3 separate regions of the Muntiacus reevesi genome follow, and regions 1 and 3 are each linked to region 2. The links are chromatin contacts, called in public Hi-C maps. All regions are on one chromosome and are shown on one strand. The core of a region is the stretch at or near the end of the contact, and the rest is flanking DNA. Distances in the headings are between cores, read along the strand shown.

Region 1 (3,295 bases), core at 469-2,968, 800 kb after region 2:
ATGTCCAGTATATTATACTTCATTATATAATATAATAAAGCAGTTTTATTCAATTAGATGTGTGTGTGTGTGTGTGTGTTTAGTCGCTTTAAGTCGTGTCTGACTCTTTGCGGCCCCGTGGACTGTAGCCCATAGTACTCTTCCTAAGTACTCTTCCTAAATTAACATCCACCACTCCCCCCCCCCCCCAATTAGCCCAAGCACAGCCATGCGTCTATTAATACTTCTTGGATTATTTATACAATATACCGAGGTGGTTTACAATCCAGCTCTCCTGCTAGACTTCTTGAGGATGGAGGTTTCATCTGTTTTGCTCATTTTTGTATCTTTGTCCCTAGAGTGTTTGAAAAGTATTTAAGTTGAAATCTCAATAAAATTTCTGTGGAAACTACATCTATTGATCCATTACTGAAAAATGCAAGGTAATGACTCCTTTGGGGCTTTTGCATTTTAGAATCAGTCCAAGGAGACTGCATTGGGCTTTCTTGACCGCCTAGGACTTATCTATGTACAGTTTTGCAGAAATCATCTCTCCACTCAACCCGAGAGAGGTCCAAAGGCGCGTTCTCTCCGCCTCCACTCCCTTTAGGTATTTATTTAAATGGCACGTTCCTGTCTCCTTGTCTGGGCACTCTAAAACAGGCCATCCCTTAAAGCCATCCCTGGTCTGCCAGATTTTTCCCCCACAGCGTGTCCCAGCATGTAACATAGCTTATATTTTACTTATTTCTTTTGCATATTATCTTTACCACCGCACTAAAATGTAAGTGAAGTGGAATGAAAGTCTCTCGGTCACGTACGCCTCTTTGTGACCCTATCGATTACACAGTCCATGGAGTTCTCCAGGCCAGAATACTGGTGTGGGTAGCTTTTCTCTTCTCCAGGGGATCTTCCCAACCCAGGGATCGAATCCAGGTCTCCCGCGTTACAGGCGGATTCTTTACCAACCAAGCCACAAGGGAAGCCCACTAAAATGTAAACTTACACATGATTTTTCAGATAGGCACAGAATGTATTATTAACATTAAACTAAATAGGTATTTGGGGGTGGGATCTGCGATTTTCTCTTCAGCGTCCATGTGACATGGTGACCTGTCCGGGTTTGGATCTTATTTGCCGGTTTGTTGAAGACCTCACACCCTAGCAGTCTTTAACCCACTGTCTGCATAATTTACAAGGTACTGCAAACTTGGCCCCACACGTGGCCTCATCACTCGTCCGCTCTAGGCTGCTCCCCCGGAGGTGACTGATCAAGTGACTGGGAACCGAGATGTCCCTGGGAACTAGGGACACCCGTTTCCCTTTTTCTAAGAAAGATCGGGGTTTAATTGTAAGGGGCCGGGGGGATGAGGGCGGATGGAAAAGTCAGGATCAGGATTCCCACCCAGGCCGGGGGAAGGGGGAGAGGGTGTGGCTATAATTTTAGGCCTCAGGCCTGTAGCCGGCTCCGGAGGCGGCTGGGAAGCACGCGGCAGGATCGTTGCAGGCGATCCTCTGAGAACCTCCAGTGGACTACCCAGATACCCCACAGAGTGCTTAAGACCCCGCTCCTCCACCTCGCGGCCCCCTCCTCTCTTTGGGAAGCCTGGGGGCGGGGTTTGTTTACTCCGTGCACGCACCGCCAGCCTGGCCAATCCGTGGGGAGAGGCGCCGTACGTCATTCATCCAGAGGGCCAATCGGCGCTCACCGTGCTGCTCCGCCGCCAAAGCTTGCGCGGGGGAAGCGGGGCAGTGTCTGGGCCGGGCGAGGGCGGACGAAGCTGCCGGAGAATTCGGCTGCAGCCGCTGGCGCTGCTCGGTTCTCCAGGCGCGCCCTGACCCTTCCTCTTTGGCAGGCTCGAAGGCGCGCGCGCGCGGTCGGCGTCCTGGGGCTTAGAACTCCAGGGCCTCGACTAGGCAGGCCGCGGCTCGCCCACCCTTCCGCGAGTGTGAGTCCGCTGGGATCCGGGTGCCGCCAAGCGCGGGCGCCACTGTAGCAGAGGCGCCTGAAAACGCGCTCCAAGCTCGAAGAACAGTCCTGCGCGGCCGCCTTGTCCCCTGCAGCCAAGCGGCGGTAAGGTCCGGGGCGCGGGCGCGGGCTCTGTGCGGAGGGCCTCTGGACCCCGCCCGGCGTGGTCCTGGGCAGGTTTCCCTCCCTGCGTCTCCGGGCCCCCTGGTCACTCTGGGTCCCATCTGTTTATTCCCACGCGTTCTTCCAGGCCTGGCCGAGTAACCCTTGAGTGCCTGGGGAAGGGAGTGGGAAACCCGAGACTACCCTCCACCCCCAACACACACAGAGCAAATTGCGGGGAGGCACCGTCCCTGAGTCACGCCTGCTGGAAGAGAGGAAGGGCTGCTTTCTACTTTTTTCGGTATCTTTAGAAGAATGGCTTCTAAGTCTGACTTTTCCGACTTTTTCTCCTTTCGTGACCCACATGCCTTCATCTGTCTCTACCAGGTGTATTTCACAGTTCCAAAGCCTCGTGCGCTTGGAAGAGCCTTGCAACCTCCGCAGGGAACTTTCCTCTAAAGTAGGGGATCACTTTTGGGCCCTGACTCTGAGAAATTCCGGAGATTTAAGGTTCCTTTCCATAGAAAAGTGTAAGAGTTTTGTAGGATCTTGCAGGGAGGCGTGCAGCTAAGATGAGCGCCCAGTACCAGCTTGTGTTCCCTGACGTTGTGTGGTCTCAGTTCCTTCATCTGTAGTAGTAACCCCCTATTGGGGGTGGTCAGGAGGAAATGGACTAATCGGTGGAACTATTTGGAACGAAGTTCGCGTCCTACGAAGTGCCCTGCCCTGCATGAGTTAGGCATTGAATTGACCACCCTGCATGATGGTTTAGAAAAGTTCCCCCTATTGTTTTTGGTTTTTCTGTTGAGACAGTTAACAGCTTCATCCCTTTCCGTATTCACTGCTAAAGCTCCCTTTGAGCCTTTGAATTCTTTTTTTTTCCTCATTCCGTCTCAGAGGGCTCAGACTCCCTGTCCCATTTCTTTGCTCTCTTTTTAGTAAGTCAGTAGCTCATTCCCTTCCTTCCCCTTTGTCTCCCAAATCTTAGTGTGTTTTTTCCACTTGAGTTCTATAGCCTGATTTTTTTCTGGGCCACTTTTCTCTTAATGGCTTGAAATCATCTTTACCTAATAGGTATAGTTTAGGTTATTCATCTGTTCTTTTTTTTTTTTTCATCTGTTCTTTATACAGCGTAATCATGAGCCTACTGTACAAAATTAAATAGAAATTAATTTCGTTGATCTGTTATTGCATGTTGCTTTTCCATTTCATTGGTTGGCCTGCAGTTTAGCTAAAGTTTTATCA
Region 2 (3,203 bases), core at 256-2,755:
AGAGTCTGAAGCGACTCAGCACGCACTTAGCTTTCCTAACAGTTCCCTAAGAGTAAGCAGGCCTGGGCTGGTTTTGTCAGAGTCGGCTGAGGAAGTGGGAAATCATGTATTCAACTATTTCCCTCCTCACCAAGGGAAAAGGTATTCGGGAGGCAACAAACAGCAAGAAATAAACGCCGCATGTAAAGGAGCCAAAACTAGCCCTCTACAATAGTCTCTACACAACTGAAGGATCTCTGAAAAATCCGTTACCGATAACGAATTAGAAACACCATTCACCAAACGGCATAAAGATTACAATTTAACAGAAACTGAGGAAGCAAGTATATAACAGGTTGCGTTTCCTAGAACAAACTGAACGTCAGACATGCTCCGTCTACTGTAAATGTAACTTCTTAAAAACCTACTTGCAATCATACCCACACGTACAGTCCTTAGAACCTTTAAGTATTAAACAGCTTCTCGGATCAGCATCAAAAAGCCTAACAACTACTTCGGGCAGGACCTATTACTTTTAATACCGTGTTGGAGATGAGAAATTTAAAGCAAAAAGTAGATTAAAAGACCCGTCCAAGATGGCAACTTAGAACCTGATGCTAATCACAACCTAACTAACGTTAAACTACTTTCACAGCTCAGGAGTTTCCACAATACATGCACACGGTTCCCTGTAAACTCTAAAGCAATTTACTAATCTTAGGTGGCTTCCGAGTCTATGGAAATTCTCTTTCCAGAAGATGCGGAAGATCCGGAGTCCTGGGAAATGAGCCCTCCAAATATACTTCCTCTTACGTGAGGTAAAACCACGTGTAGAGCGTAGCGTTAACCTTGGCGATGCATCACCGCAAAGGGGAACTCCACTTCCCACCCCGCGTCCCTTCACTATTGGTCCTCCCCTCACAACTGATGGCCCTAAAGATTATTTATTCCCCGGAGGACGTGAGGGAAACCGGGGGAGGCCGGAAGCGTGTGAGATCCAAAACCAAAGAGCCGAGGAAAGGGAGGCAGACACTTAAGCTCGGGGAAGCGATTCCCGCCTCTCCTAGGCTGCGCCGGGCGGCCTGAAGAGCGCAACAAGCTGAAACACCCCGGCGCGTTTTCCGGATTTAAGACTTTAATCTAAATCCCTGATTTCACTCCAGTGCTAAGCTGGGGCCAAAATTCTCACGCCACCGGCCCTGGCCCCCCCCCAGTCTCGAACCGAATCCAGGCTGGGACTAAGGGGAGACACCAGGCCTCTCAACCTGCGCACCACGGTCCGTCTGCGCCCCGGCCTACCGTCGCGACCAGAACACGGACCCCGACCCCAATCTCCTCCCGCTGGCCAGAAGCGTCTATAGTCCCCAGACGACCGTGTTTGAGCCACTGACTTAAGAAGTCCTCTAAGAAATTACCTTTGAACTGGCCTTTTGAGAGCCGCCTGGCGTTTTGTCCGCCATCTTGAGCCTTGCCCCTCCTTCGGCGGCGGCAGCAGCACGGGCGAGTCGAGCACCGAAAGGCTGGATCACAGCGGAGCCCGCCAGAGGCGCCTGCAAGGCTGAATAGTCGACCGCCGACTTGAGGAAATCAAGGAGAGCGGCGCCACGTGACTTCCGGTGTTGAGGATTTTTTTCCTGGGCCCGCCCACTGAATATTTGGGGGCGTCTCCGTGGCGGGTTTTGTTATTGGGCCGGAGAAATTAGTGAATGTTTGTACTACCTTTCCGGGCCGGTTGTTACTTCACTGTTTTTCCAGCCCCAACCCTAGATAGGTGCTGGGCGGGGAAGGAAAGACTTCTTAAAGAAGAAATGAATGGCCAGCTGGGAAGGAGCTTTTACTTCAACTCAGAAAATAAATCTGGAGCCGACGGGGAGGTGGAGGGGGCGGGGCTGGGTTTGTCCGGCTCTCCTGGGATGAAGATGGTATCCGTGCTACCTCTGGCGCTCACGCCCTGCTTGGGGAAGGCAAACTTACAGTCTGTTCAAGTTACTTTTAAAGAGAGTGGTGCCCGGAAGCAGAGGAGGGGAGTCTTTGACCCAACCTGAGACTCCGGCAGTGGAGTTTTCGGATAGACTATTCGGGTCAAAACCGGGACTTGCAGAGAGAGGGTGAATGAAAGGAAAATTATAAATAGACGGGGTTCTAAATCTAGCATCATGTAAGTTGTCATTTTAAAAGTTACATTTTACGGTTTAATATTGTTTTCGTTTCTAATCACAAATGGAGGGGAGCACCTAAGTTCTTAATAGGATCTGTAGTCCAAGAGGGAAAGCTTGCTTGAGAAGGTAATTCCTGAGCCAAACCAGGCAAGGAAAACTCAAGTGACAGTCCAGGCAGAGGGAGTCGTGGAAATAAAAGTCTGGTGGCATGAATCAGGACAGCCCTGTTGTGCAGTCACGTTTTACTAGACCTGGAGAAGTGGATGGGAGCAAGCGAGCCCTGAGGTAACCAGTGTGCTTAGGGAGTTAGAATTCTATTCCAAGGACGAAGAGCATCCTTCAGCAGAGTTAAGTAGGGCTGTGATGTGGTCAGATTTTTTTAAAGTTATAAAATATTGTTCTGAACACTTGGGGAAGAGAGGAAGAAGGGTTCATGCCTTCCTGAATTCATTTATTCAAAATATTTTTGAGCCCCGTATTGTGTGTAAAGGACTTCACTTGTGACTCAGACGGTAAAGAATCTGCCTGCAATGTAGGCGACCCAGGTTGGATCCCTGGTCAGGAAGATCCCCTGGAGAAGGGAATGGTAACCACTCCAGTATTCTTGCCTGGAGGATTCCGTGGACAGAGGATCCTGGCAGGCTACAGTCCATGGGGTCGCAGAGTCGGACATGACTGAGCCACTCACACACCCTTACCTATTCATTGTGTGTAAAAGCCTGCACGAAGTGTTCAGAGGCTTACACAGATGACTAAAACATTACCTTCATATAATTTAAGATTTAATGAGGAATAGAGGGAAGAAGGGAACAGCAAAGTGACACTGTAGAATTCAACCGATGTTGCAAGGACAGATCACTAGCTGTGGGAACTCTGAAAGAATTCTGAAGGTGGGGATGGGGTAAAGAGATGGAGGTCTCAGAGAGAAGGAAGCATTTAAGCCAACTCTGAAGAAGGAGAATTTTGTTTGTTGGATGGTGTTGGGGGAGAGAGAGGGGAGGTTGGAGTGGTGGTGATCTGACACATGGAAAGGCTAACAGTCCTGTGTGCCAAGCACTGAGGAAT
Region 3 (3,246 bases), core at 116-2,615, 560 kb after region 2:
TCTAGACTTCTAATGTGGAAGAGATTATTGATATTTCACTTAGTCCTGAAAAACATCCATGCAGTTGATATTAGGTCAACATTGCAAGTTTTAAGATCAGTAGCTCGAGTTATCATATTTGTTTCTTCTCTCTTTTGTCTTATTTGCTCTTATAAAAGCAGTAAAGGTCAGTAAAATGGCATTAATATTTGTTAAATAACAGAAAGTCAGTAATTCCAGTTTATAAACATATATCCACATGTCATTGGGTCCTTCGTTCTTATGATCTTCCATTTCCTTTTAGGCCAAGACTCATGTTCTTGACATCGAGCAGCGACTGCAAGGTGTAATCAAGACCCGAAATAGAGTGACAGGGCTGCCATTATCTATCGAAGGACACGTGCATTACCTTATACAAGAAGCTACTGATGAAAATTTGCTATGCCAGATGTACCTCGGTTGGACCCCATATATGTAAAATGGAATTACTTTAAAGAATATGTTAATAATCTAAATTTAATGCATTTGGTGTGTTAATCTGTGGTTGTATCTATTCAATTCCAAAGTACAACATATGTTTATATTCTCAGAGTAACTGATATTTCTCCCTGATTGTTAATAATATTTAAAATAATATATGTTGTTACAAAATAAACTGTTTTCTTAATATATACTGTGTATTATAACTGGAGAAATGGAATATTGTATGTTTTTATGCTCTAAAAAGATATTTGCAAAAAACAAGCCAGCCTAATTTCATTTCACAATTTTCACTGATTATAAGTGCTAGCGTAAGGATTCATTTGAACAAAAAATTACATTGAATAAATACTCTTTATGTTAACACTGTGCTATATTTGTGCACAGAGCTAGCTAACAATACTTGCCCTGCCCTCTGGGAATTGCCTAGTAAGAGAGATGTAAACATAAATAGCACATTATTAAGTTCACTTAGTAAAACTCCTTTTTATTTTTTGGTATGGTCTAAAATATGATAGGGAGAGAAAAGTTAGTCAATTAGCATGAATATGAAAACAATCTGTAATTTTAAAGATACTACCGTACTAAAAGTGCACCAGAATGCAGAATCCTATAGTTTGGGGGAAAAGCAGTACTTAACATTTCACAGGTTTTAAAATCTAAGCAATTTTAATAATAAATTTGGGGGTATGTTTTATTACAGAAGATGTAAAATAACTCATGGTAATTACAAAGCAATGAGATTATACAGAAATAAATGGAAAACTTTTCATAACAGGTAATTTCACTTAAGTTCACCTTACAAAATTCTGCCTTTTGTATAGTTTAAGTGTGACGGGGGTAACCCAAGAGGTATAAATGTCAAAACTAAACATACACTTTCCTATTCAAGGAAAGTATAATGGAAAGAGTTGTAGAGTAAGCTGGATGGAGGGGTATTAGGAAATTATTTTAAGCAAGTAATTTGAAAAAAGAAAGTTTTGAAAAGAAACTGTTGTAATCTCGAAAAATTTCCGCTCACAAAGTAAACCAAATAAATCATCGGACCTTTACAAATGCATGTTGAAAACCACTGAGATTTGTAAGAGACGGAAAGAGCCAGGATTCTTACAGTCGTCTCATGGGATTTCCACACCATTTCCAAATCCACTGATAGCGCACGGCTCCATCAACGGACAGTCTCATGACTGAATTTCGCACGCGTATTCAAACGCGCTTTGGGTTTCAGCCGAGTAACCCACCAGGAAGCTCTGCGTCGAGCCTTTCGGCCGGGACTAGAGCCCCGCCCCGGGGATGCGGCCTCGGAGCCGGCCGCTCTAGGCCCGGCGGCCGCTCTCTATGGTCAGGCGGGCGGTGTGTTGTCATCCGCGGAGCGACGGCCGGAGGCGGCTGCGTAGGCCCCGGCGGGGCGTTTGGTTTCGGTTTGGCCCTGCCTGGAGTTAATATTGACGGCCGAAATGGGAGTCCCCAAGTTTTACCGATGGATCTCGGAGCGATATCCCTGCCTCAGCGAAGTGGTGAAGGAGCATCAGGTGGGTGAGCACGGGGTCAGCGGCTGAGAAGGCGGAGGACCCGGGGCTCGGCGGCCCTCTCTCCGCCCTGGGACCTGGGATCCCAGCCGCCTCCTGCTGCTCGTCGTCAGCTGGCTGAGCGCCGAAGGGAGGGGAGCAGGACATTTAAGGACACCCTGGTGATCTGAGTGGGAGCGAACGCGCAGGTCGCCCTCCTGTGGGCAGAGCCGCGGGGATGCGACGGTTCTGACAGCTCCTGCCGGGGCAGGGCCTGCGTGACTCCGACATCAAGTCCGGGGGAGCGACGCTCTCCGGAGTGCTTCGCCTTCCTTCCCAGGAAGTTGCAGGTTTCGTTTTTCTTTCTGGACGTTTCGAAGAGGAGTGGGTGTTCTCTTAGGGCCTCCCCCGGGTCCCCACCAGAGCCAGCAGACCAACCTACGAAAATTACTAACGGCCTCAGCCGTTGAATACCCCTGTTTACTTTTCCTTATCTCGAGCTGCATCCCGCCCTACCCCCAACGCCTAGACTTTCTGACGTGGCTGATGGTTCATATTTATGATGCCTTTCGGTACATTTTTTCTATTACCCCAAGAACCGTACCAACCCCCCGTTCCGAAAGAAATAAAAATACATTTGGACGGGACCAGGGCACTTATTTGAAGGCTTCATTGTGCGTGTATGTGCGTGCGTGTATGTGTGTGTGTTAGTGTTAGAGAAAGGGGGGGAAAGGGAGAGAAGTAGGGAGAACGGAAAGAGGAGCAGATTATAAGAGCACTAATACTTGTAATCGTCTTATTCGGTATATAATGACCCCAGAGCAGAGTTTATGTGCACGCCTCAAAAATGTAGTTCATGTATTGGAACTGTGGCAAAAAATATTAAGCCAACAAACTCCGGGAGATAGTGAAGGACAGGAAAGCCTGGAGTGCTGCAATAGATGGGCAAAGACTCCGACACGACTTAGCAACTGAACGACAATAGTATATTAGATAAACTAGAATCTGGGGCTAGTGTTTGTTGCTTGTGTTTATTTAATGGTTTTGGTAGATCTCTTGTCCATTTTACATTTTACAGGGGAAAAATTATTTTTATAATTTGTATAGCTAATTGACTTAGTTGTGATGATAGCATTGTTTAATATGAGGGGAAATAATCCAGTGAACACCATCATGCTGGTGTTATGATTTAATCTCTTAAATTATTATTTATTCTTTTTAAAAAATACTATAAGTGTGAAGGTAGGGTTAAACTTCCCAGAGGTATTCTTTGTTGTCG

Evidence for each region. Hi-C and Micro-C count contacts between places; a contact is called where the count stands out from the background.
Region 1: a contact with region 2 is called in a Hi-C map of blood, with 2.7 times the contacts expected there. The contact joins the promoter of TFDP2 here to the promoter of U2SURP in region 2. A contact is called at or near these places in 2 of 3 Hi-C or Micro-C datasets (blood and muscle).
Region 3: a contact with region 2 is called in a Hi-C map of muscle, with 4 times the contacts expected there. The contact joins the promoter of XRN1 here to the promoter of U2SURP in region 2. A contact is called at or near these places in 2 of 3 Hi-C or Micro-C datasets (blood and muscle).

Annotation. Positions count from the first base shown.
Region 1 is chr8:7,122,472-7,125,766 of mMunRee1.1, forward strand. TFDP2 (transcription factor Dp-2) reads left to right here and starts at 1,719. Exons shown (of 12, transcript XM_065942263.1): 1 at 1,719-2,053.
Region 2 is chr8:6,325,294-6,328,496 of mMunRee1.1, forward strand. U2SURP (U2 snRNP associated SURP domain containing) reads right to left here and starts at 1,506. Exons shown (of 27, transcript XM_065942142.1): 1 at 1,395-1,506. The coding sequence starts at 1,439.
Region 3 is chr8:6,882,854-6,886,099 of mMunRee1.1, forward strand. It overlaps XRN1 (5'-3' exoribonuclease 1), which reads left to right and starts at 1,366. Exons shown (of 43, transcript XM_065942915.1): 1 at 1,366-1,991. The coding sequence starts at 1,917. ATR (ATR serine/threonine kinase) reads left to right here. Exons shown (of 46, transcript XM_065942910.1): 46 at 284-978. The coding sequence ends at 457.